2 separate regions of the Ovis aries genome follow, and region 2 is linked to region 1. The links are chromatin contacts, called in public Hi-C maps. All regions are on one chromosome and are shown on one strand. The core of a region is the stretch at or near the end of the contact, and the rest is flanking DNA. Distances in the headings are between cores, read along the strand shown. Region 1 holds the start of TPRG1L (tumor protein p63 regulated 1 like). Region 2 holds the start of ARHGEF16 (Rho guanine nucleotide exchange factor 16).

Region 1 (6,325 bases), core at 2,118-4,617:
CGCTGGTCACAGAGCAGCCCTGAGGGGAAAGAACAGGCTTGCTCACAGGCGCCAGTTTCTCTGCAATGACGCGGCCCCATGGCAGCATCCCATAGGAGCTAGGACTCGGGGCACATGCACCATGCTGACACCCTGGACGTGGCTTCCCTGTGGATAACAGTCCATCGTCTCTGACCCGTGGGTCACCTGTCTTCCACAGCATCCCTGAAATCTTGGCAGCTTAGCCTGTCAGCTGCCAACTGACCCCTCACGGGCCTTGGCAAATACTCACTTATAGGAGCTCGTCCTCCCTTTTCCCCTTGTCTTCGGCCACAGCTGCCCAGCAAATCCCAGTCCAGCTACTGGCTTCTCCCACTCCCACCAGCTGCTGGGTGGAAGGCTCCACTGAGAACCTGCCTGAGGACTCCCGGCAGGCAGCCTGGTGGTCCCTATGCCCACCTGAAGCAACTCCTCTCTCGCCACTGAAGAAAGCAGATGTCCCAGAACCGCTCCATGCCCCTCCCCCACTGCATCAGCACCCCACCACTTGTCCACCCTCAGCTCTCTCCATCTATCCCTGAGCAGGTGCAGCCCTCCTACTCTAGCTAGACCCAGACCCCTGGGCTCTAGGTTCCGCCCAGCACACTGCTGCTGCCTGCCAGCATCACTGCTGTCCCCTCTTACCTCCCCTCTCCTCACCTTCAGCCTCATCCTTTAAACCACGGCCCCTTCTCATCCCTCCTTCCTTGGCTGAGTCGACCCTGATCAAGGTCATTGTAAAGTGATGCCATCAGCACTCGACCATGTCTCCCTGGTCATTGTGTCTGAGGGTGCGTGAGCATACATGGACTCCTGGTGAATCCAGTGGAGGACGGGTCTCCTCTGCCTGTTCTCATGTGCCACCAGTGCGGGGGCGGGGACACAGGCCCTGCACTCCAGGGCTCTGTGTGACCTTCGCAAAGTGATAGCCTCTCTGGGACTGTTTTCTCCTCGGTTGAATGGGACGTGCACGTGTGGGCGGAGCAAAGACGATATCTGCAGCACAGGAGGCCCCCAGCCGTGGCTCAGCGAACAGCATGAACATGCTTAGCACTGAGCTGGCTCCAGGTCTGGCAGGGCACTGAGTCCCAGGTCCTCACTCACAGACTTCTCCCAACAGCCACAGGAAGCGGGAACTGTCATTATCTCCGCTCAGTTAAAAAAAGGAGACTGAGGCAGACAGGGCTTGAGGGAGCCGGGATCCAAGTTCCTATGAGGCCACTTGCCCAGCTGCCATTGCTGAGCCCCCGTACTGAGGGGACTCAGGAGAGGCGCCAGCAGGTCTCCTAAGCCTAACAGCTCAGGCTGACCCTCTGGGGCCTGATTCAGGCCCACCCTGCAGGGACCAGCATAACAGACTCAGCTGGAGGCTCTGGCTGCCAGAGAAAGCAGCTACCTCCCACTGGGTATGACACGGCCCCTGGTCCCCCAGGGGCAGCAGTGGCTGTCCCTATACCATCTCAGCAGGCTGGCGGGGCTAGAAGCCCTTTCCTGTCTCTGTACACTCAGCCCTCTCTGAACCCTTGGTCTTCCCAGGAAGTGAAGTACCAAAGCTGTTAATAATTCAGCATCTGTGATATTTTCATCCCTCCTGTTTCTGTGGATGACGATGTCCAGGTAGAGTGGTGAGGGGCTGCCAAGGACCTGCTGTGTGTACAGCTCGGCGACTCCCCTTAACCTCCAGAGACGCCCTGAGAAGGCAGGCCAGCCGCCCCGGAATCCTCCACGAAAGCCCAGGAGTGCACCTGAGTCTGCAGAGGCAGGAGAGCCATGGCCGACCAGCTATGCCAGCTATGCAGCCCCAGGGCTCCTGAGCGGCACTCTCCACTTCTCCAGCTGCAGCACATGTACAAGAGAGGGGTTACCTCCCCGGGCTCTTGTGAAATTCAAAGGATTGTGAATTGGGGGGTTATAAACCCCAAAGCGCAGTCATATGCCAAGGGCTGGTTTCTTGAAATTTCCTAATAGGATATGCGCATGTGCACACGAGCACACACACACACACACACACACACACACACACAGAGGATGACCTAACAAACACAAGTGAATTATACACAGGACACACGCACAGTAGGTGACTGGATGACACCGCAAAGAACTAGCAGTGAATGTAGTTAATGGCAGCGCCTCCTTGGGAGGGGGCGCTAAACCCCGATATCAGAGGATGGACACAGCAGGACTGAGGCAAGAAGCCTTTGGGGGTGGGGGGAGTAGCTGGAACTGTGACTACAGGCAGTGGAAGGACAAAATGACCAACCAGGTCAGGATCACAGGAGCTGCTGTAAACTGTCAAGGCTGCAGCCCTTGGGTTTCCAAGACTAAGGGGCAAGGTGGATGTAGATGAGGTTGCCTTGGCGCTTGTAGGCGCCAAGACCGGGGAGCTGAGGTACCTGGCAGGGACTGCGGATGCCCAGGGTGCCGCTAGCCGCAGGCAAGATCAATCAGGGCAAGAACACATCTAACTCTCGGGAGGACAAGCGCAGAGCGACAGCAATGAACCCTGGTTCGGCCCTAAATGGAGTGACGACGCCCGGTGCCTCCACATTGTTCCCTTCCGTGGTGCAGGGTCGGAGCTCTGCTTCCCAGGCCGCCGGGAGCACGCCTGCATTTAACACAGAGCTGGGGGCCATGTCCACGCTGCCGCATCCCTGAACCCGCGGTCAGAAAGACGGAGGCGCTCAGGAAGGGGCTCTGCTCCGCCGGCCTCCTCTCCTTCAGTCCCCGAAGCCCGCGCTCCCCCTGCTGTGCAATGCGGACCCCTGAGAGGGGCAGAACTAATCCAGGGGATGGTCACCACGGGCGGGGGCGCGTCCAGGCGGCAGTCACCCCGGGCAGGAGGTGTGACCAGGGAAGCGGTCTTCCCCATCAGGGGTCCGCATCCAGGGGGCGGTCGTCCAGGGCGTAAGGCGCGTCCAGAGAAGTTATCAGCTCTAGCGGGGGGCGCGTCCAGGGGCCGTCACTCTGGGCAAGGACCGGAGTCCCTCCCCGGAGGTCCGCTGCACTTCAGTCGAACATGAATAGAGAAGCGTCGACCGGGTGCGGTAAGGACCTGACTACCCTCTCCTCGCCGGCCCCCCGCGTCGCCTTGGCAACCGGCCTAGGCCCCCGCCCTTTCCCGGTAGCGTAAACAGGAAGTGGGCGTGAGCGCGGGGTGCGCTTCCGGCGCAGTGAGGGGCGGGAGCGATTGTGAACGGCGACCAGCAGGACCAATCGTGGAAGAAATCTGAGGGAAGAGCCAATCGTCAGTCCCGGAGCGGGCGGGAGGGACTCGAGACTGAGGCGGGACTGGCGAAGCGGAGCCAATCGCGGCGGGCCGCGGTGCGGAGCGGGCCCTGGGGCGGGGCCGAGGGTCTGGCGTAGGTGGAGGTGGAGGCGGCAGCAGCGGCGGCGGCTGCTATTGCGGCCGCGTCGGGCCGGTCCGGGTTCGCTCGGCTGCGGGCGCGGTGATGCTGCAGCTGCGGGACTCGGTGGACTCGGCGGGCACGAGCCCCACGGCGCTGCTGGCCGCCGGCGAGGAGGTCGGGCCGGGTAGTGGCGGCGGCGGCGGTGGCGGGGGGCGTCCGGGGGCGGGCACGCCGCTGCGACAGACGCTGTGGCCGCTCAGCGTCCACGACCCCACGCGCCGCGCCCGCGTCAAGGAGTATTTCGTGTTCCGGGTGAGGCTGGGGGTGGGGGCGGGGGCGGGAGAACGCGTGGGCCTGTGGGGCCGGGGGCGGGGCGGGGCGGGCGAGCGGGCGTGAGCCTGTGGGGCCGGGGGCGGGGCGGGGCGGGGCAGGCGGGCGGGCGGGACCTGTGGCGACCTCCGCCCCGGCTCCGCCCGCTCCGCGCAGCCCGGCACCATCGAGCAGGCGGTGGAGGAGATCCGCGTAGTGGTCCGGCCCGTGGAGGACGGAGACATCCAGGGGGTGTGGCTGCTGACCGAGTAAGGGGGCGCGCCCTGGGGAGGGGCCCGGGCACTTGTGCGCGCCGCAGGGCCGAGTGACCGCTGCCGCCCGTAGGGTTGATCACTGGAACAACGAAAAGGAGCGGCTGGTGCTCATCACCGACCAGGCGCTCCTCATCTGCAAATACGACTTCATCAGCCTGCAGTGCCAGCAGGTGGTCAGGGTCGCCTTAAACGCGGTGGATACCATCTCCTACGGAGAATTCCAATTTCCCCCGAAGTCGCTCAACAAGTAAGTCTTCAAACAACCCTTCCAAAACCAGCCCCCAGTGGACGTCTTGCTTTAATATCAGTAGAGTTTAGAATAGACCCGGGTGACTTCTGCTCAGCAGGGTGCATTAAAAGGCATTTTGGCTCAAGAGACAGCTATTAGGCTGGTAGTAAATGAATTCAGGGTACGTTAACATAGGCCTGACACAGGTATTTTTCAGATAAGAGTGAACTCAGCACTTTATCCCTGCCAAGAAAGGATTGGCAGCTGTCATGTCAAACCCTGTTGTGGTTAATTTTTAAAAGAAAAAGGTAGCACATCGCTTTGGTTTATAGATATTATTGAAGATTAAATTTGGAATGTTTAATGGCCAACTTTCAAGAGCTGATCTTCAACTGTTAGGGAGCTTTCTGAATTATGAGAAACCTAGACATGAATATACTCAGTTGAATTAAACGGTAAATTTTAGGGTTTTGATGTGGAGATTTGGGTAGGAAATTCAGGAAGATAAGTTCAAAATTCTAAACAACAATAAAATATTCTGGAAAAAAGGATTTGAAGTTGGAAAAGTATTATTTGTTTAGTTAGAGCACTACATGTTAAAGTTTATTAACCGTGTAAAGATTAGCTTAACTAAGTGTACTCAGTTTGTCCTGTCTTAAAGTGCTAAGAGCTGTGATTATTAGACATTACATTCCTGTCCAGACCCATGGCTATTGTGAAATGGCCATCATCAGTCTCGTCTTCACTGGTGGGACCGCTTTTTGTTCCCACACCCAGCACCAAGCAGGTGCTCTGGGGCACAGGCCTGCCTGTGAAGTCTGGTCCCTGTCTTCTGACCCTGCAGGCGAGAAGGCTTTGGTATTCGCATCCAGTGGGACAAGCAGAGCCGCCCATCCTTCATCAGCAGATGGAACCCGTGGTCCACCAGTGTGCCATACACCACGTTCATAGAACACCCGATGGCCGGTGTGGATGAGAAGACAGCCTCTCTGTGCCAAGTAAGGACACGGACGGCAGCAGTAGCACTGCCCAGCGGGGACAGGCACCTTCCAGGCCTGCTCTGCTCAGTAACGGTGGCCACGTGGGGCTGCTAAGCACTTGAGCGGTGGCTAAACTGAGAAAATAAACCTTTAAATTTTTAAAAACTTTAGTTATGTTTAGATAGCCCTGTGTGGTAAGTGGGTACTGGTCAGTGTGGTGCTGTGATGTGGCCCTGATGGCTGTGGTCATTTTGGAGAAGGGCCCAGAAGGGCTTTGGGGTGTGGCAGCCGACCCTGGCCCCTGCTAGAGCTGGGCAAGCTGCGCGCTCAGCAGGAGAGGAGGCCTGGGGTTGATGGGCATGGGGTCTGGGACTGGGGACAGGCCCCCCACTTCCAGCTGCGTGCCTTGGCTTGCTGTCTGCCTGGTGGGTGGTGGGGAGGACCAGGTGGGTCACCGTGGCAAAATGCCACGGAAGAGGGAGGTCTGTGAGGACTAGCTGTTGTCTGTCACAGGTGAGCCCAGAGGTGAGAGCCACACCCAGGAGTTGAGCCCATGGGCTTCTGGGTGTGGCTGGGAAGGCCTCTTGTCCAGGGGTAGGGGACCTCGTGCAGATCATCTGCTCAGACTCCATGTTTTCTCTCTTTGCAGCTGGATGGTTTCAAGGCTCTGTTAATCCAAGCTGTCAAGAAAGCCCAGAAGGAGAATCCTTTGCCAGGCCAGGAGGGCGGAGTGCTGGTCCTGGAGTGTCCACTCCTCATTGAGACCTACGTGGGGCTCATGTCCTTCATCAATAACGAGGCCAAGCTGGGCTACTCCATGACCAGAGGCAAGATCGGCTTCTAGATGCGGCACGTGAGTCTCTTGCCAGGAGAGGCGGCCACCAGGACTCCGGGAGTGACAGACCTTGGCCCAGCTCCACTTCTGCCGGCAGGGTCCAGGCCCCCTACCTTCAAGGACCTGGGCACCACGAGTGCAGTCAGGTGGACCGAATACTGTAGCTGGATACTGGACAGATGGTCACGTGAGCTCCAGACACAGCAGAGGGAACCTGTCAGCATCCCGGCCAGGATCTCAGTCTTCAAGTCCCCTGTGTCTCCATTCGGCTCCCCGTGGTCCCTCCCCACAAGCCCTGGAGCATGTTTACAATAAATGTCACGTGATTAGCT
Region 2 (6,370 bases), core at 230-2,729, 140 kb before region 1:
CCGGGTCCTTCTCCCCACGCCCGTCACAAGACCCTCAAGCTGTTTCTTTCCAGCCATCAGCCCTGGGCATGGATGCTGGGTTATTTCATGTGCCATCATCTAATCTCTGCTTTACAGCAGAGGCCCAGATAGGCAAGCCATCTGATCCTGGTCCCTCGTCCCCAACCACACGCTCAGCCAGCCAGAGGCCAGCCTCAGGTGGGAGGATGAACCATGAAATGACCGAGCCGAGTTCTGAAAGAAGGTTTTAAAGGAAAGCGTCGTGTAGGGGTCAGGAACCCTCCAGGCCTGGCTCTCCCCATCGGCCAAGACCCTCCAGGACTCCTCCAACTGCTCACTTCTGCCTTCTGGGCCTTGTGGTGTAGTACCCAAAATGACCTCTGGAGGGAAGCACGTGCCCAACTTTCCCAAGAGCTGCCTGGAAGCAGTCTGTCCACCCAGGTGGCCGAAGGGCGAAGGACTCTGCCCACAGAGGTAAGCCATTAGCCCTCACCCAACGCACACAGATGGGAGGAAGCCACAGGCAGTCCCTGAGTATGCTGAGAGCGGGCTCTGCTATTGCCGCCCTGGGTTGGTGTGAAGCTGGGGTTTTGGGGTGGTGGGTGACACAGGGCAGGTAGAATGGAGGGGGGGAGGTGTGGCCCCTGCCTGGCAGACAGGCAGGTCAGTTCAAGCTCTGTCCCAGCACACCTGTCCCAGCCTCCCGCACCTCCTGCAGCACCAGGAAGCCAGATTCTTGAAACTCCATCTAAGGGACTGTTGCAGCCTCTGCCCAGGGGACTCACCCTGAACAAGGCCTGGAAAGGTCGGGCTTGGAACCCAGACTGAGCTTCATGCAGGCTAACAAGATCTGACTTTCCAGGCCTCAGTGACCTGATCTGCCAGGTGGGGATGATGCCAATGAATGCCGTGAAGGACAAGGGAGTGCTCTGAACGCTCCAGGGCCGCCCTCTGGCCGCCATTCTGCAAAGAATCCAGAAGGTGGGGTCATTTCTGCAGCAGGGGAGGCCTTGCAAACCTTAGATTCCCCACAGAGCTGGTCGGCTTCCAGGAGGGCTTCCTGGAGGAGGGGGCAGCCCAGCCGGGCCAGTAAGAAGAAATTCAGAGTCGCACTGCGGAACCTGCGTAGCCCTGGCCGCTCCCAAGCAGGCGAAGCCCAGCCCGAGGGAGTGGGCGTGGGGGCTGCGACGTTGGGGGCGGTCCCAGAGCGGCGCTGGCCTCCGGCGGGAGATTCCAGACTGGACTCAGAGGTGCGAACCCGCTCGGCTGCGAGTCACGTGGGCTCCCGCCGGCCAGGTGGGGACAGTGACGCAGGCAGCGCGGCCAGGTACCTGGGGCGCACCCCGCCGGCCCCTCCCACCGCCGGCGCTCGGAGCCGGAGCCGCCGGGCGCGCGCCCCGCCCCACCTGGCCACCCACCTGGCGGGGCCGGAGGGCCGCCTCCCGCTGGGCCGCACAGGAAGTGTGGGGGCGGGGACGGGGAGGGACCGAGCGGCCGGACAGAGCGCCGGGCCGGGAGCTGCTGCCCGCTGGGGCGCGGAGCCCGGAGGCTGTACCGGCTGACGCTCTCGTAGCTCCGTCCTCCGCCCCGCAGCGCAGGTAAGCCTGGGTCCAGGTGAGAGGGGGAAACAAGTGAGCCTGGGAGACAGGTGAGCCGGGGAAGGGACGGGTGAGCGAAGTTGGAGGCAGGGGGTGAGCCTTTGGGAGGGGGCTGGCCCCTTTCCTCTCCTTCGCTTTTCCGGAAAGCCCCGCCCCGGGGGCCGCGACATTTGCGGCTCCCTCCCTCCGCAGTGGCTGCCCAGCGAAGGCAGGGGGAGGGGACCAAGCCTCCCTGGACCTAGAGTCCCTGACCCCACTCCTGGGCTTCAAGCGTCCCAGCTGCCCGCTTCCTTTTCTCCTCTAAGCCCTAGGGGACACTCCTCCCCGTGGAGGGGAACCCTGCAGCCCATTGGGGCATCAGGGCTGAGAGATCCGTAGGAAGCCCCTGGGACCTTTGAAAGCAAGTGGAGGGAGGGAGCAAACGACTCTCCCAACAACTCTGGAGAATCTGTTGCCCAAACCCTCTCTGGTACCAAGTGTAGCAGCCCCAAGAATGAGGACTCCACCCCACCCTGGTGGGCAGATGGAGGGGACCTGCTCATTCTTGTCTAAGGAGGGTGAGCTCAGGCTCCTGGAGCTGTGGGTCCCACTGATCCCAAGACCCCTGTCCTCGCTGCCCAACCTCTGTTTCTGCATCCCGGAAACAAGGATCTGTTTTGAGATTGAGCTGAACCTCAGCTCAACAGGGGCCATGTTGGTGGTGGGGGTAACTCCACATCCGACCTGAGGGTGAACAGTCTGTACCTCTTGGTGTGGGGCCTCAGGGGGTGCTTGTCAGGCCAACCTGTCTACCCTGCACCCCCATTGACTAGTGCTTGGACATAAGGGCTCCAGGTCCAAATCTTAGCTCTGTGTGACCTAAGTTAGTTAAGCCCTCTGGCCTCAGTTTCCTGTCTGTGAAAGGGGAGCAGTTAGGTGCTGACTCAGCCGAAGCTGGCTCCTCTTTTAGTCGCTGCCCTGACGATGCCCATAGGCTGTAGAAGCCAGCATCACATCTTGAGCACTACCCAGGGCTTCCCTGGGTCCTCCCTGGCACTTGCAGGGGGGAGTGGCAAGCTGGCAGAGGCCCCTCCCCTTAACCCCTCTTACCTGAGCACCTAGGAGAGAGGAATGTGTGGGGGACGGAGCATGCCAGTTCCCCAAGGGCTCTGATTCCCCGGGGGCTCAGGGAGGCGGGGGATTGTCTCTGACCCTACACGGAGATTCTCTTCACCTACACGGGAGGAAACCAGGTGCAGAGGTGAGGTGGCGTGACATGGCTTGCCCCTGAGACGCCTGTCTGTGCGTGACCTGTTGGGCATGGCACTCACCACGTCTGGGTCCCGGAATTTTAGTTTCAGTTTCTGAATGGATCTCAGCTGCTTGTCTCCTTTGCCTGTGGCAGTTGCCTTGCCCAAAGCCACTGACCACCTGTATCAGCGTCTTTATTTCCAGGGAGAGTCACTGCTCACCCAGGCGTCCCACTGGGGCAGCGAGGATCTAGGTCAGGACGGGGCCTGGCTCCTCGCCCAGCTCTCCGCTGACCGGCAGCCTGACCCCAGCAGGTCACATTCCCTCTGCACCTGGTTTCCTTGCCTGGCAGAGCAGGGAAATATCCGCCTTCCAGAAGATCAGTGAGGGGCGAGACACTGGGGGTGTGAAGTATTTGGAAGTCACCTGTCTAGGCTGTCCAAGTCAGGGCTCTGATTTCTTATCCGGGGCTCCTCAGAGGAAACAGTGTCTGTGCCAGCCAAGCCTGTCACAGGGACAGGGTTTTCGGGGTGGCTGTATTTAGAGACAGGATGGGAGCCATTGGCCAACTGAGCCAGAAGGGTGGTTTCTGAGGTGTCATAGGTGCACGAGGCCCACCACCCGCTCCCACTGCCAGGCCAAGGGCAGCCAGGAGCATCTTCCAGCCCCCATGGAGGTGGGTGAATCTCCAGTTAGCTGAGGCAAGGTTTCTCTGCCTCATCACTGCAGACAGTTTTTCCAGATGATTCCTTGTCGTGGTGGTCCTGTGCCCTGTAGGGTACTGAGCAGCGTCCCTGGGGCTCTACCTGCAAGAGCCCCCATCTGTCCCAGCTGCCTTTCAGACAGACCTGTGTGCTGTGTGGTTTATGAAGCCCAGTCCTGCCCTGGATTCTGTGTGACTCCCAGTCTCCAGCCTGGCCAGGCAGAATTACCTGAGCACAAGGCCATCATGGTGGGTCAAGTTTATCTGAGCAAAGATGAGGTCATGTGAATGGTGCTGGGGAGGCCGAGTCCTGCCCTCCCCCCCAGGCAGGGTCTCATCAGCCAGACCTAGAGGAAGAGATGCCCCATGGATGGAGGTGCCATGGTGACCTCACCCGAGGAGTGGCAGGTCCCACAGTCGGTGCCGTGTGGATCCTGGTGACTGTGAGAGCTCGGTGATCAGAGCCCCAGGCCAGGCAGGAAGGCTGTGCTTCTTCAGGGCAGCCCACAGGATGGCACAGAGCCTCCTGGGGTCCAGGAAGCCCATCTTTCAGGAAGAACACGGGTGCTGGGCTGCAAGGAGTCAGGACAAGGCCAAGTACAGCTTAGGACTGGACAGGCTGAGTCAGGTCACCTGAGGCTGCCGGAGATGTCTCTACCTCCACCTTTACCGTCCCAGCCCCCTCCTCCCGACCGAGCCCCACGTGCCCCTTACCCAGCTCTGCATGTGCACTGGGGACACAGGGAGGCTGTGAAATAAAAGTACTGGTCGCTCAGTCGTGTCCAGCTCTTTGCAACCACATGGATTATAGCCTGCCGGGCTCCTCTGTCCATGGGATTCCCCAGGCGAGAATACTAGAGTGGGTTGCCATTTCGTTCTCCAGGGGATCTTCCCAATCCAGGTTTCGAACCCAGGTCTCCTGCATCACAGGCAGATTCTTTATAGTCTGAGCCACCAGGGAAGGCCCTTACACACCCACCCCTGTATGTGCGCTGGGGACACTCAGAGGCTGCTTAGTGGCACAGGGGGAAGCTACTGCTGTGGTTCCCAGGATCCAGCTGTGGGGGCCTCCCCAACCCCCACTCTGAGTTGAAGCCAGCAGGGCGTCACCCAGGAGGGGCCACAGGTGGGTCTGGAGCCTCTGATGGTGCTGCCCTGGCGGATTCTGCTTTCCTGAAGCAAAGTACCAAGCGGGCTAGTTCTCTACCCAGCTCACCAGGGCCTCTTCAGGGAGATGGGGTCCCAGGAGAGGAACAGGACAGGTGCCCACGATACTAGCATTCACGTGTCAGCTTGGGAATTGAGCCCAGCTGTTCGTGGGGACATGGACAGGAAGTCATCCCTGCTCCTGAAGGATGCACAGGCTCCATGGGGGAACAGAGGGACGGATGGGCCACACACAGCCCCTGCCATCATGGACACTGGTTGGGGAGCTTTCCAGGGATGCCTTTGCTGGGGAGCAGACTTGCCTCTGTGGCTCGAGTGGTCGCTGCAAGGTGTCTGGCCCCTCTCAGGGACATTGTTGCCCAGAGAACGTGGCTGGCATTGAGTCTGTGCTCTGGGCCCTCCCCTGTGCTGGCTGCAGGACACCAGGCAAAGGCCAGAATCCAGTGAGGATGATGAAAGAGAGGCTCTTAGAGCCAGTTGGTTGGAGGAGAAATCCCGAGACACAAACTCAGTAGGGAATCCCAAAGAGCCTGCCAGGCAGAAGTGTGTGCTTGTGTATATGTGCTCATGTGTGTGTGCCCACAGGGCACACAGGTCTCCCACCAGCACTTGCCTGTCTCTTAAATAGAAGCCAATGGGGATGTTGAAACAGCATGTGGAATCCTTGAAACAAGAATAGGCTTCTCAAAAAAAAAGAAAAGAATAGGCTTCTCTGCATCAAGAGCAGGAGAGAACTCTTGTTGGGACCATGAAAACAAACGTTTGGTGGAAGGCAGGAATCTCCCGCAAAGGAGGACGAAAGGCAAAGGAGAGAAGAGGTCTGAGATGAGGAGGAGGTCTCAGCAACAGCTATTCCAGAAAGAGACCAAAGCATCAGAGGTGGGAGAAATGATAAAAGAAACAGCACCAGAGAGCGTGCGGACCTAAAAGGACATGTGGCTGAGCCCGTGGCTCAGCGAGTAAGCGCGTATCGATGGCTGCATCCGTCCTGTGAGCAGTAAAGCAAGGGCCCCACCATCAGTGACCAGGGCTGGGGAGCCTCCGGTCGTGACGAGGAGGTGAAGTCAGGCCAGCGTCAGTGTCTCATTGGCAGTGGAAGCTGGAAGCCAAGGGAAGACGGCTTCTCCATTCCTGAATAAAATCATCTCCAGTGGGACGCTCCAGGCACAAAGACGACATTTTCAAAGGTCTCCTCCCGTGACCCTGCCTTGGGAAGGTGCCAGGGGGTGGCCCATAGCTCAGTGGGGAGGGAGGGAGGAAAGGGGAGGACCAGGCTGCAGGGTCGGGGCCAGGGTGCCAAGCCCTAAAAGCAGGCGAGGGACGGCCTAGCAAGGGCAGTCTGATGCCTGGACCCTGTAAGCACAGCATCCAGATGCCTGGGGCAGGGGCACTGGAGTGCATGGAGAAAATTAACGGGAGGAAAACCAGCCAGTAAACAAGAGGGAAATATTAATGGGAGGGAGGCTGGGCGGGCCAGGCTAAGACAAACACCCACAGGGTATGGCCGAGCTGGGGCTGGAGCTTCTTCCACTGGGCTGGAAACAGTGGGTGATGCCCCCAAGTAGGAGATGGAGAAACAGCAACTGAGCCTTATTTGAAATTGGGAGAAAGGTGAGAAGCCGGGAATGGTGCTTTGTGGCAGGCAGGGTAGGGGTGGGGCATGAGGAGAGGA

Evidence for each region. A called contact is a pair of places that touch in the nucleus more often than the background predicts.
Region 2: a contact with region 1 is called in a Hi-C map of hypothalamus, with 3 times the contacts expected there. The contact joins the promoter of ARHGEF16 here to the promoter of TPRG1L in region 1. A contact is called at or near these places in 3 of 16 Hi-C or Micro-C datasets (hypothalamus, liver and tail adipose tissue).

Annotation. Positions count from the first base shown.
Region 1 is chr12:48,805,976-48,812,300 of ARS-UI_Ramb_v3.0, reverse strand. TPRG1L (tumor protein p63 regulated 1 like) reads left to right here and starts at 3,367. Exons shown (of 5, transcript XM_015099263.4): 1 at 3,367-3,677; 2 at 3,852-3,943; 3 at 4,020-4,196; 4 at 5,023-5,176; 5 at 5,808-6,325. The coding sequence starts at 3,468. The coding sequence ends at 6,002.
Region 2 is chr12:48,948,167-48,954,536 of ARS-UI_Ramb_v3.0, reverse strand. It overlaps ARHGEF16 (Rho guanine nucleotide exchange factor 16), which reads left to right and starts at 1,479. Exons shown (of 15, transcript XM_027975735.2): 1 at 1,479-1,598.